Linked DNA regions of Mus musculus: region 1 is linked to region 2. Evidence: chromatin contacts called from public promoter capture Hi-C data. All regions are on one chromosome and are shown on one strand. The core of a region is the stretch at or near the end of the contact, and the rest is flanking DNA. Distances in the headings are between cores, read along the strand shown.

Region 1 (6,976 bases), core at 1,276-3,775, 2.4 Mb before region 2:
AGCACTTAGCAGAACATGTTCAAGGGGTTGTCAAGGTTGTGTTCTCTTAGTGTGCTCTGCTTAGGGAGAAAGATGGTCCTGGTAACAGACAGGTCAGACCACTTGTTTGGGGATGGCCAGGCAGATGTTGGAGTGGTTGCAGGAGTGAGGAACTTCACTGTGGATGTGTGGTGAGGGAAGCCATTGGGGATCTCCAGGGATCTCCCTTCATTGAATCAGCTTCATGGATGGTTCCTGTTCATTTGAAAACAATTGTCTGAATGGCTCCTGCTGTAGCCTGTTGTTCACAGGAATTGGGAAGCGCAACAGGTGGACTTTGCAGAAGTGGGCAGCAGCTGGGTCACCTTTCAGGAGTCCATTCTGCTGGTGCTAGCAGGAGGCCCTAAGTTGCTTTATTATTATTATTATTATTATTATTATTATTATTATTATTATTTTGTCACAGCAAAAGTAATGGCTCTAAAACACCACAGACCACAGGACCTATCACGCTTCCTAGAGGACAGCCTCTCTCCTGTGAGAATATGGTGTGTAGTGGAGAACTGTCTACTGCTCTTGTTTTTAGAAGAATCTGTTAGCTAAACTATAGGACTCTTAACCCACAACAAGACAGTATGGAGATACAACTGTAGCAGGAACTGCAAGGCTGAGTGGACCATGGAGCTGAGTCATCTTATACCCAGCGGTGTCAGACAGAGGCTGTCTTTTAATGTCCTGACTCAAGTCAAACATGAGCTCAGGTCTCACTGGGATCTTTGAATGAGACAGAGCCTGCTTCTTGGTTCAGGCAGGCTTACCTCAAAGAATTAAGGACCTAGAGACTCAACAGCCACCCATGCCACTCAGAGCCAGTGGATCCCATTTAACATTGCAAAGAATGACCAGCAAGGACAGGACAGTAGAGAAAAGCTAGCAAATCTTTATTGAGGCAGACAGAGATGCAGAGAACTCACAAGGAATTTGCCAATGTGGCCTTGGCTGGATCCCCTTTTATACTCAGAAATTAAGCCTGATTGGGCAGAGCTGAGAGGCTCCTGTCTGTCTGAAGTGAATGGATGTGGAAGAGACTGGCTCAGGGTGGGGGGAAGGTAAGAGACAGGTCAAGGCTCAGGAAAAGCCTGATGGTAGGAGGCCAGCTGAGGAAGACCCACCAGAAGTTCTGGGGGAACAGAGGAGGGGTGGCAAGATGAGGGAGGGACTGAGGAGTCAGGAGGTGAGGTGGGCAAGGGCTGGCCAGCCATTGTCAGGACAAAAGTCAGTCATAATCTTCATAAATTGGGCCTTTTAAAAGTCACAGCTTCTGAGTGAAACGTACAGAAACTGGACTTCTGAATCACACAGAAGCTGTCTTCTCGGAGCCTGGCCCAGTACTCCTGGGCAGGAGAACAGCCTTGGAGATAATGGGGTCTACTCCCCATTCACTGTCTGTGTTGTGTTCCTGGGGAGGCTTCCTGTCTGCAGATGACTCCTTCTGACTGAGATAAGTTCACTGAGAAACCAACCCTGCCAGTTTGTAAAAGTTTTTCTCCAGACATTTCTTAACCAGTTCTCTCTCTCTCTCTCTCTCTCTCTCTCTCTCTCTCTCTCTGTGTGTGTGTGTGTGTGTGTGTGTGTGTGTGTGGAGAGAGAGAGAGAGAGAGAGAGAGAGAGAGAGAGAGAGAGACATTCTCTGTGTAGACCTGGTGGAAGTTGCTCTGTAGACCAGGCTGGACTAGAACTCAAGAATTTGCCTACCTCTGCCTCCCTATACTGGGATTAAAGTGAGCCACCATGCCCAGGTAACCAATCAGGGTTGTTAAGAAACTATGAATGGGGCTGGAGAGATGGCACAGCAGTTAAGAGGTGGTACCACCTTTGCAGAGGACCTGAGTTCAGTTCCTAGCACCCACACTGAGTAACTCACAATTCCCTCTTAAGTCTTGCTGGAAGGGATCCCACACTTTTCCTGACTCTGTGGGCCCTATATTCAAGTATACACACCCACACAGAGATGCAAACATAAAAATAATAAAAGTAATTTTAAAAAATCTATGGATAGAGGAAGGTGTGGTACCTAGCATTTACCATGCCCTGCATCCCTGAGGCTGAGAAAGGAGGATTGCCTCACGCTGGAGTCCAACCTGAGCTTCGGAGTGAGTTACAGGTAAGCCTGCACTCCATTGAGGCATGGTCTTTTAAAAAAGAAAAAACAAAATAAAACAGAATAGAAACAAATGCAAATAACTAAGGAAGAATAAAGATTTGTACTATACCAAAGCTCAAGCGATCTGACCTTTCCTCAGGTCAAAAAAAATTTTTTTTTTTAAAGAATGATTGTTGATCTACTTATGTGTTTCATTGTCGTTGACATTGTTGCGTTTTCCTAAGTTTTGGATTTCCTTTGCCTTCTCCAAGGTGTTTTCTGCGCGGTGCGGCTGGGTTGCTGCATCTGTACAATTTCTCCACAGGCCAATGGGGACCAGGAGGCCTGGGATGGTGGGTGCGCGGTGCGTCCTCCTGGCTTCCTGCAACGTGGACGCGCGCGCGCGTGCACAGCGGTGGCGGCGACGACGCGCAGGACCAGGCCCACACTCCCGGGCGGCAGTGGGCGGCGGTCTTGCACCCCGAAGCTCGCACGCGCCCGGCTTCCTCCTTCCGGCGTGGCTGCACCCCTGCACCCTGCAGGAGGGTAGGCGGGTAGCGGTGCGGAGGTCTGGGCAGAGCCCGCCTCCGGGGCTCCGGGGACGCCCACAGGCCCCGCGAGGCCCGAGCAGAGCGCCAGCGGCTGGGAGGAGCGCGAGCGCCGATGTACGAGGGTGAGCTGGGAACTCGGGGGTGGCGGGTCTCAATGAAGTGCTGTCCCCCACCCCTTTGCCGGGTAGACAGAAGGGTGGTGGACTCGGTTTTCCTCAGCGAGCTACCTCGGTGTGTGCTGTGGCGACTTAAAGACGTCCCTGGATGGAGAGATTCCTGGGAAGAGCCTTCATCACTTAATTATGCAACGAGGCGGCGTCCTTGTGCTGGATGCAGTGATGAATGGAATCGATGATACTTGAACCATCCATCGTCTACCTTTGCCACCCTGGGATGGAGACTTGCGTTTGTAAATGTGGGGTGGGGTGGAAAGAGGAGAATGTTTTCCCACTTGGGTCCCAGGAGCGTGCTGGGAAGGAGGACTGGAGGGAGGAACCTGTGCAGCCTTTGCGAAGGAGCGCACGGTTGAGCGCGGCTCCCGGGGCGCTAGGGGAAGGAGTTCTGCCTGCGAGCAGGTCCTGCTTGCTGGCCCATACCTTCACCAAGAGGTCTGTCAGAAGTTGGAGGTCTAGGCATCAATTACTGCACTTTCTGGCTGGAAAGATGAAACAGGTTTTCCAAAAGCTGGTGCTTTTTCGTTCTCCAAGTCTATTCAAGGCAGGAAAGGGCAGGGCAGTGAATACAAAGTAGCTCAGCCAGGCAGGTTCTGGTTAGCCACAAGGAGTTGGGTTTTTGCGCTGGTCTATTGGAACTGCCAGAGCAGGATATGTCTTGAGACATTCTTAAAGTGAGACAGCTCAGCTTCGTTCCCGCTTGCTGATCACTAGCCACGACTTCATCTTTTCTAAGTGACTGGGTTAAAAAGAAAAGACACAAAGAGAGAAATGACTTTCTACCTTCAGTGGTCCCCAGGATAATTAGGACATAGTTTATCTTAAAGCAGAATTGGAGTTTCAAGATGAAAAGAAAAATCTTCACATGTTTGCTCTTGACCCTCAAGAACAGAAGAAATTCCCAAGAAAGCCGCCCCCTCCCGGAAAGGAAAATAGAGTTTTGTTTGTTTGTTTGTTTGTTTTGTTTTTGCAAAGTTGAACAAAGAGCATCAGAAAACACTTGCAAGTATTCTGTGCCACTTGCAGTAATATTTGGGTCCGTTTTGAAGAATTAGGAGAGAGCCAGGAGTACGGTGGGGAGAGAGGACTGACTATATAAGACCCTGAACTTGAGATCTTCTGAACCAGACAGTTTTCTCATCACACAGTCTGGAATTGCTTAAGCTATGTGAGGCGAACTTACCATTAATTTTAATACTGAGGTTTTCCTGTTTTAGAATAAAGGCCATTGTTTGTTTATTGTGCCAACAGCCCTACCTATGATTTCTCTAATGCCACCAGGTTGACGTTTATTCCATTATTCATTTATCAAGTGACGTTTGTCTAGAATCTGCCAGATGCTAAGGCTTGACAGAACCCAGAGTGTATCTGTCATTGGAATAACTCATGGTTCTGTATAAAAAATTATTTACCCAACATTTAGCAAATAAAACAGTGGAATTGGATTATTCATGATAAAATATATTTCATTAATAATTTTAATTTTCTTACTGAATCACAGAGATGGTTCTTAAATAGCTGGCTCTTATGCCACATTTGAAATACATTCTTGCTTATCAAGAAATACAGACGCTACCTGCTTTTTGTGAGGAACCTGTTCTAGAAAATATGCATGAATATTCCAACTGACTGTTTCCCATAGAAACTAAGTTATATTAAGAAAATTGACCTAACTTTGAGGGGTGGTTTTGGTCTTTTGTTTTTGAGATGGGGTTTATGCAGCCCGTTCTGACTGCAAGCTGTGCAGCCGAGGATGGCCTTGAATTCTCACTGTTATTTCAGACCATCCCACACAGTGACAGAGGGACCATAAACCTCAAGAGGAACAAGTCCAGCTTGGCAATGTGACGCCTCCAAACCCAGGCCGCAGATGGTCCGTGATGGAAAATGTGAACCCATCAGGTATTTAAGATCATGGCTTTTCAATATCTGTAGTGCCTCCTGTCTCTCCGATTTAGACATCTCAGGGACATAAGCCCCTGCTGATGGCTGTGTATGCACACACTCAGAAATGGTTCCTGAAATGGCGTGCATTGCAGCTAGTGCTGGCTTCATACCCGATGTACAGTCTCTGGACACTCTCCCTTACTCCAAGCTTCTGCCTCCACCACTCTTGTATCTCTCACTGGACAGAGTTAGGATGTTTTCTTCTGCTAACCAAGGACAAGCGCATCCTTCTAAGGCAGGGTTGGGAGGACGGCAGTGGAGAAGACAGAGGGGAATTCTGAACTACGGTCCAGAAGATCATGCACTGTGAATTTAGAAGCTCAATGGCCTGTGATAGAACTCTCGATGTAGACACATGCATACACTGTTCTGTGCCTTAATAAGTTGTAGTTTGATAAATTTGTTGCTACGTCACAATTCAAAATTGAAAAGTATGGGAGGGCGGGTAATATCCCCTTGTTCTGGCCTCAGGTCTGGTTCTCTCCTCCCCAGGGTCCCTCCAAGCCTAGCAGCTCCTTGGTATTACCAGGTTGTGTGAGGTTTCCTTTGGATCTATCTGGACGTGCTGCCAAAGTTCAGCATTGTAACTGTGGAGTCAGAGGTGTGGTGGAGTAAGGACCCGGCCTCCACCTCTTCCACAACTGCCCGAGGCTTACAAGGGACACTGACCTCCTTGTAGTTTTCAGAATTCTAGAACCTAGACTTCCCATTCACCTCTCCCTCATTTGCTCCATTTCTCCTGTCGCCAGTTTTTTGTTTGTAATCAAAATTAGCTTTCTTATAGCCGAGTATGCATTCAAAGATGCAGGTTCAGTTGTTTTTTTCCCACCCAGGTGTTTAGTTGGATTCGTTATAAACAGGGAGCTGAGATCTGCATGTGGTCTTGGTATGAAAATGTTCAGGGCTGGAGGATTGTTCTTTTCTGGTGTTTGTAATTGGTGCACGCTTTTACCTTATTTATTTTGCACATACCCCGTGCATGCGTGTGTGCTCTCAGGAATCTGTGCCTCTGAGTGTGTGTGTGTGTGTGTGTGTGTGTGTGTGTGTCTTTACAAGTATATATGTGGCAAGACACAGCATGTGGAGGTCAAAGGACAACTTCTGGGAGCCAGTCTTTTCTTCCAACGTGTGACTCCCAAGGATTGAACTCAGGTCTTCAGGCCTGTTGATCACATTTAACCCTGAACCACCTCACTGGTCCAATCTGTGCATTTTTAAAGGCTGACATCAAAGAATTGGGAGTCACACAGCACTAAGGCAAAGAAGCTGCATTGAACGGGAGCTGCAGTGCATGGCAGGCCTGCCCCTTACTGAGTGAAGAGCTGGTGGTATGTACCAGAAGTCCTCAGAGCCCTGGTAGGATGTGAAAAGGAGCCGCGGATCAATTGGGGTGATAAAAATGTATTCAAGCTTAGAGGGAGATGCTGGGGTTAGGGGGCAAGCAACAGTCTGCTGAATAGTAACTTTATGTCCTTTAAACTAGTACTGAAAAACAAAGACAAAACACCCAGGTCATTCCTCACTCAATTAACTGCAACATAATTTCTTCCTACCTTTGAGAACTTACATTCAGACTAGTGAACCAGGGTACAAAGCACCACCAACAGAACTGAGAAATCTCATCTCTGCCGGAGAGCTGAACCCTATAGAACTAACAGGAGTCCAGGATCTGGCTTTGTGCTCTGTTATCAGGGTGCTGCCTGAACTAGTCCGTTGTGAGAATGGCCGTGCCCTGTCAGTCCTGTGGACTGCTTGCCCCCTGCATACACGTGTCTATCTCTTTGCTCACCCTTGAATGCTATAGCCAGCAGCAGCTCCCAGTTACCTAGATATGGCCCAGAGATGGTGTCCCAGGCAAGTGGGCATGCCCAGTGTTGAGAGTGGTGGCAGGCATGTTCTCCACTAAATCTGTCTCTCTGAAATGAATGACCACTACTTTTAACACCACTCTATCCCCCCTCCTCCCCCAGGCCCTAGCTTTCCCGCCCTGACCCTTCCCAGTTACTGATCTGCACAGATCTCTCACCTAGCACATGAGCCTCTCTTATTAGCATTCAGTACTAGAGCAGAGAACATGTGTTGTCGCTGTGTTCCAGGGGGCTCTGACGGCAGTTGGTGTATTCCTGAATGAGTGACTGGCTAAAGCCTGTATAAACAGAGTTGACTGGGCCTGTGTGCCACAG
Region 2 (6,783 bases), core at 3,357-5,856:
ATTCCCATCACCTCTCCAGGAGATGGCTGGCTGCTGAAGGCTGTGAGCCTGGGGCCCTGGATCCACATGGTGGAGGAACTGCAGGTGTTTGACCAGGAGCCAGTGGAAAGTCTGGTGCTGTCTCAGAGCAAGGTAGTAAGACTGGGCCACACGCACCTCCCTCTCTGTTCTCTGCTCCATTGTCTATCTGGCGCCCAGGCTCTATGCCATCCATAGTTGGGCTCATGTAGCTCTCGAGTTCCCAGAAGTAAGAGATCTAAGGTGGCCAGAACCTGTCCTCTGAAGGTTCTCTTATAGAGCCAGTCCCTGTGGGGCCCCCATTCCCAGAATCCAGCCTTGGCAAACTCCTTCCAAGTGGGGCTGCAGCTCTATCTGCAGTCTCTTCTCGGTCAAGATGTTTTGGTACCCAAGCAACAGAGACATCCGATTTCTTTGAGTCCCTAGTGGGTGTCTGAGCCAGGCCCTCAGTCTCCGGGCTCATTTAAGTGTTCACGTTTTTTCTTTTCTTTCTTTCTTTCTTTTTTTAACACCTTTATGCAAAACTCATATTCGCATCACCCTCTGGATTCTGATTTGCTTGCCCTTTACCAGCTACTATGACTCAAAGTTGCTCCCTACAACGCTGAATAATGAGATGGCAGCAAGGGAATTGTGGGGCTGAGCAAGCATGCAGATTGGCAGTCACCATTCAAACAGAGGAACCCCACCTTCCATAGGCACTGCTGTCACTGTGCTGGCTCCGGGGGCCGGGGGAAACTGAGTTTCCTGGCCCGAGTGTGAGCAAGTGAGCGTACGCCTCAGCCTCACGGGTCTGCCGTCCGTCCCTGTCTAAGAAGGTCATGTCTGTAAAGTGATTAGGATTTTGATGGCTTGTCGTAAGCCCTCATCAAAATTGTTCCTCTGGCCTGGATTTTTCTTCCGCTGCCTTTTTCTTCCTTGGGGGACCTAGTATGTTTATGCTCTCTGAACAAATCTCAGCCATCACCCCGAGGCGTGGTGTGGCTTACCCTGTGCTTTGTTTTACTGTAGAAGGTGCTCTTTGCTGGCTCCCGCTCTCAGCTGGTTCAGCTGTCTCTGGCCGACTGCACAAAGTACCGTTTCTGTGTAGACTGTGTCCTGGCCAGGGACCCTTACTGTGCCTGGAATGTCAACACCAGCCGCTGTGTGGCCACCACCAGTGGTCGCTCGGGGTGAGTCAGTCGTCTCTGAGTGCCAGGGCCAGGAGGGGGAGGCTAAGGTGATTGGAGTTGGATCTCTGATGCCACTTCTCTTCCCTACCAGGTCCTTTCTGGTCCAACATGTGGCGAACTTGGACACTTCAAAGATGTGTAACCAGTATGGCATTAAAAAAGGTGAGCTGTTTTCCTTTTGTTCCCTCATTTTGAGGATGGGCCCCTGGATCACAGCCAGAGTTAGTTTATCACCTCTCACTGTGGGACCTGGGGTTCCTGCATTAACACTGGGTTCTCTCTCATTTCTGCCTCTGCAGTCAGATCTATTCCCAAGAACATCACCGTTGTGTCAGGCACAGACCTGGTCCTACCCTGCCACCTCTCGTCCAATTTGGCCCATGCCCACTGGACCTTCGGAAGCCAGGACCTGCCTGCAGAACAACCTGGCTCCTTTCTTTATGACACGGGACTCCAGGCGCTGGTGGTGATGGCCGCACAGTCCCGTCACTCTGGACCCTATCGTTGCTATTCAGAGGAGCAGGGGACAAGACTGGCTGCAGAAAGCTACCTTGTTGCTGTCGTGGCCGGCTCGTCGGTGACACTGGAGGCACGGGCTCCCTTGGAAAACCTGGGGCTCGTGTGGCTCGCTGTGGTGGCCCTGGGGGCTGTGTGCCTGGTGCTGCTGCTGCTGGTCCTATCGCTCCGCCGGCGACTTCGAGAAGAGCTAGAAAAGGGTGCCAAGGCATCTGAGAGGACACTGGTGTACCCCTTGGAACTGCCCAAGGAGCCTGCCAGTCCCCCCTTCCGTCCTGGCCCCGAAACTGATGAGAAACTTTGGGATCCTGTCGGGTACTACTATTCGGATGGCTCTCTCAAGATTGTGCCTGGTCACGCCCGGTGCCAGCCTGGGGGTGGGCCCCCTTCCCCACCTCCTGGCATACCTGGCCAGCCTCTGCCTTCTCCAACTCGGCTCCACCTAGGAGGTGGTCGGAACTCAAATGCCAATGGTTATGTGCGTTTACAGTTGGGCGGAGAGGACCGAGGAGGATCTGGGCACCCACTGCCTGAGCTCGCGGATGAATTACGACGGAAACTACAACAGCGCCAGCCGCTGCCTGACTCCAACCCAGAGGAGTCTTCAGTATGAGGGGACCCCCCCACCTCATTGGCGGGGGGGGGTCTCATGGGAGGTGCACTCTTAACTTTTGCACAGGCACCAGCTACCTCAGGGACATGGCAGGGGCACTTGCTCTGCCTGGGACAGACACTGCCCAGCATTTGCCCGGCCGTGAGGACCTGCTCAGCATGGGCACTGCCACTTGGTGTGGCTCACCAGGACTTCAGCCTCACAGGAGACACACCCTCCTCTGTGAATTTGAGACATGTGGGACCCCAGCAGCCAAAACTTTGCAAGGAAGAGGTTTCAAGATGTGGGCGTGTTTGTGCATATATGTGTTGGTATGCATGTGGAAGAATGTGTGTGTGTGTGTGTGTGTGTTGTAACTTTCCTGTCTCTATCACGTCTTCCCTTGGCCTGGGGTCCTCCTGGTTGAGTCTTTGGAGCTATGAAGGGGAAGGGGGTCATAGCACTTTGCTTCTCCTACCCCCAGCTGTCCCAAGCTTTGGGGCAGTGATGTACATACGGGGAAGGGAAGGACAGGGTGTTGTACCCCTTTTGGGGGAGTGCGGGACTCGGGGGTGGGCCTAGCCCTGCTCCTAGGGCTGTGAATGTTTTCAGGGCGGGGGTTGGGGGTGGAGATGGAACCTCCTGCTTCAGGGGGAGGGGTGGGCAGGGCCTCCCACTTGCCCTCCGGGTTCGGTGGTATTTTATATTTGCGCTCTTCTGACAGGGCTGGGAAGGGTTGTTGGGGGAGGGAAGGGAGGAGGTGGGCATGCTATGGATACTGGCCTATCCTCTCCCTGCTCTGGGAAAAGGGCTAACAGTGTAACTTATTGTGTCCCCACATATTTATTTGTTGTAAATATTTGAGTATTTTTATATTGACAAATAAAATGGAGAAAATGAAATTTAACCCTGCCACACAGATATTTTGACTCAAACCCACTTATTGACCTAAGAGGGACTCATCCTTTGGTCTGGGCCATCATGGTCTTAATGCCTGTCCGTGCATCTCTGGAGGGGCCAGCTGAGACTCAAGTGTTTTCCCACAGTGATGCCTATGGGACTGGGAGCCAGAGCAGGGCTACTCTGCTTGGGAGCTGGACTTGGCCTGGTGCCACAGGGAAACAAGGCAGAGCGTTCGGGAAGAGGAGGAGAAGGAGACGGTCTTCCCAGAACTATAGGGAGGGTGAGCAGGGAGTCAGGGGCTGAAGGAGAGGCTTCTCAAGTTGTGTGGACAGTGTCTTTATAAAGATGGAGATTAGGACAAGCTCCGTGGGAGGGGAAGAATGCTAGTCTCGAATGTCCTATCTGGGTAGGGATAGTCCCCTATTGCCACCCAGTCAGTATCAAGCCCTTGTCTTAGTGAGGGAGTGGTGTAGGCCCAGATGTTCCTGGGAAAAACAACAGGCCCAGCCTGGATTCATTTCTGAGCGCCCTTAATGAGAGCTGCCTGCCAATCGGATTTCGAGAAGGAAAATAGGAAGGAGGAAAAAAAAAAGACATTTTAAGATTTTGTGTTGTGCTAAATTTGATGCTGTTGTTGGCTGCAATTTGGACACACCTGGTTTAGATCAATCTAACCGGTACATAGGAACAGAGACCACAGTGAGCTCTCTGCCCACCCTTAGCTGCCACCCCACCCCCCACCCCCCATACACTTGGATGACCCTTGAGCAGGCTGCTGTTTCCCTGAGTGTGGGTCAGAAGAGGCTGGGAAATACTTGAGTGTGTTTCCCTTAGCTCAGTTGTCTGCCCAGTGGGTGTTGGCAACCAGCGCCCACTGAGTGGGCAGAGGCTTAAGCACAAAGGTGGTCTACCAGGTCCTTGCCCTCAGGCCACCTGCTTCCTGATGGATTGCTAAAGAACGAGGGTCAGAGTGTTAGTAGCTTTCTGGCGGGTCACTGATCTGACCATGGATGGCCTACAGCTCAAGTGATGCTTGGGAGATGAGAGAGGGACTATGGGCCGCGTCTAGAGTCCTTGTGCCCTGGGGAACCTGCGAGGCCTCGGTTCTGGCGAATGCGACATAAACACTACCAGACAGGCCAAGCTGCCTGGTCCCCTCACCCTACAAGGCGAGGCTGCACGAACTGTCCTGCCTCCTCCCGGGGAGCTCAACGGATTCCCGAGCCTTTGCTCTTCCTTGTGCTTAGTTAGCCTTGGGCGCCCTCCCGTGGTAGCAAAGCAGCAAGGCTCAGTCTATCCAGCCACACCTCACCACTTTCATTGGTTGCTAAGCTAAGGTCTAAATGCAGGATTGGTTGGCCTGGGGCGAGGAGGCGGGACTCGAAGGTCAACTACGGACGTCGAGTGGTCAACCTGGGACGGAGGGGTGGGCATTTCGTAGGAGCGCTTGGCTGCAGTCCCGGCCGCCGGGATGGCGGCGCCGCACCTTTGCGCGGATGGCTCCTGCTGCTCTCACCCTAGTGCGGTGCCCGGGGTACAGCAGACGCTGGAGGAGATGGACTTCGACAGGGGTGAGAGGGGTGAGGCGGCCGCGTTGCCGGCGGCGGGCAATCTCCAGCCCCATCTCCGGGAACGTGGACTGAAGGAGGCCTCGAACCGTGTTTGGAGCTTCCGGGCCTGGTGCAGGAAGGCTGGCTTCAAAGCGTGGCAGGAAGCCCCTCGACTACTCCGTCTCGAGTGCGGACGGGTAAATTGAGGCATTGGTTTCTGAACTGGGTCTGGAGACCAACCCAGCTAGGAGACAGCCTGGTCAGGTGACAGAGGAGCTAGGGAAAGAATCTGCAGTTGGTGGTTCGTATCCACCGGGGAGGTCAGGGCAGCTGGCCCTTGCTGCTCTCGGGTGTGAGTGTACAAGTTTTAGCAATGACAGTGATCTCGAAAGATTTACTGTGGAGCGCAGGGGTGTGACTGTTTTGTCCAAAATCATACAGAGATTTTGCTATTAGCAGTGGTCCCTGTTCTTCTGTGCCGGTTACCATGTTATCCCCAGGAACAGGTAGTTTGTGCAGTTGTAGCAAGGTTGTCATCAGTGTAGGGCTGATGATACGGAACACTTGATGGTTACCATAGGAATGGCTTCCTAGCGGGCGGCGTTTCTCTACACCTCTGCTACCCCCATCTTTTGGACTAGGGACATAATAGGACTCCCCGCTTCCTCCTCTTGAAGTGTTTTCTCCGCTGTACCTTTAGAAAATAACAAATGAGATGATTACATTTACGCTTTTTTTAATTTAAAGACTATTTATGTGCATTTAGCTCCTGGAGGCCAGAATAGGGCTTCAGATTCCCTGGAATTGGCAGTTACAGATGTGACCAGCTGAGAAACAACCCTGGTCCTTTGCAGAGCAGCCAGAGCGCTCTCTCTCTCTCTCTCTCTCTCTTTTTTTTTTTTTTTTTTGAGACAGGGCTTCTCTGTATAGCCCTGGCTGTCCTGGAACTCACTTTGTAGACCAGGCTGGCCTCGAACTCAAAAATCCGCCTGCCTCTGCCTCCTGAGTGCTGGGATTAAAGGCGTGCGCCACCACCGGCCTGGTGCAGACAGAACTCTTAACTGAGCCGCCTCTCCAGCGCCTCCTATTGCGTTTAGTTCCCCAAGCCAGACTGACTGTTGTGTTTCTGTACCTCTTTATGGTTCTCACCCTTGCAGCCATCACCCTTATGTTTCTAAAATATGCAAGCCCTCTGTCCGATGACATGGTCTGTTTTGTTTGTTAGTCCGCTTCAGGCTGACTGAGGCTTTCCCGCCAGCATTCAGTTCTATGGCACTTCTTCAGGGACCCCCCTTCCTTAGAGAGTCCTCAACCTGGGGACAATTATGCCCAGTTTAGGTCTAGAGATATTTTTGTGTGTCACAGCTAATCTGACCCGCACAGGTTGGCTCCCCACAACAGACATGATCTGCCTCAAAATGTCAGCCCTTCCTGTGTGGAGGAAGAAACCTTGTGGTATTCAAAGCCCTGGCATTTCCACTCTGGTTACCCTGTTACCTTAATGCTTTGCTCTCTTTGTAGCAGTTTGGACTGACTCAAAGGCTGAGACGGGAAGGTCACAGTTCAAGGCCAGTTCAAGGCAGAGCATGTTAGACACTTTGTCTCAGAAATTGTTTGTTATCACCTGCTGCAATTTTATCAGCTTATTCTTTTATTTATTTTTCACATGTGATAAAGATACCTATTATGTGAATTTTTTTTTTCTGTAAAGCATGGGGTTTATTTATTTATTTTTTTAGTTTTGAATTAAATCTGTTTTGGTGACTTTCTTTGTGTATGTATGTGTGCTATGTTTTGTTTTGTTGGTCCATCTCTCCCCACCCCACAACCACAGGGTCTCACTATATAACTCTGGCTGTCCTGGAACTCATTTTGTAGATCAAGCTGGCCTCGAACTCACAAAGTGCCATCTGTTTCTGCTTCCCTGGTGCTGGGATGAAGGTGTGCACCATTACTGCCTGGCCCTAGCAACTAACTACTCTTGACTACTGAGCCATCTCTTTGATTACATCTTTGATTACATATATATATA

Evidence for each region. Promoter capture Hi-C pulls out the DNA fragments that hold promoters and counts their contacts.
Region 1: a promoter capture Hi-C map of pre-B cells shows a contact between it and region 2, with 4 times the contacts expected there. The contact joins the promoter of Chst10 here to the promoter of Ankrd39 in region 2. A contact is called at or near these places in 1 of 39 promoter capture datasets (pre-B cells) and 1 of 115 datasets of contacts at active chromatin or transcription factors (astrocytes).

The regions. Positions count from the first base shown.
Region 1 is chr1:38,893,709-38,900,684 of GRCm38.p6, reverse strand. Chst10 (carbohydrate sulfotransferase 10) reads left to right here and starts at 2,525. Exons shown (of 7, transcript NM_145142.2): 1 at 2,525-2,795; 2 at 4,629-4,748. The coding sequence starts at 4,727. Gm51581 reads right to left here and starts at 4,075. Exons shown (of 3, transcript XM_030243909.1): 1 at 4,030-4,075; 2 at 3,052-3,283; 3 at 1,735-2,968. The coding sequence starts at 4,075. The coding sequence ends at 2,335.
Region 2 is chr1:36,545,075-36,551,857 of GRCm38.p6, reverse strand. Ankrd39 (ankyrin repeat domain 39) reads left to right here and starts at 4,606. Exons shown (of 4, transcript NM_026241.4): 1 at 4,606-4,772. The coding sequence starts at 4,673. Sema4c (sema domain, immunoglobulin domain (Ig), transmembrane domain (TM) and short cytoplasmic domain, (semaphorin) 4C) reads left to right here. Exons shown (of 15, transcript NM_001126047.3): 12 at 20-132; 13 at 1,030-1,190; 14 at 1,282-1,352; 15 at 1,490-3,219. The coding sequence ends at 2,319.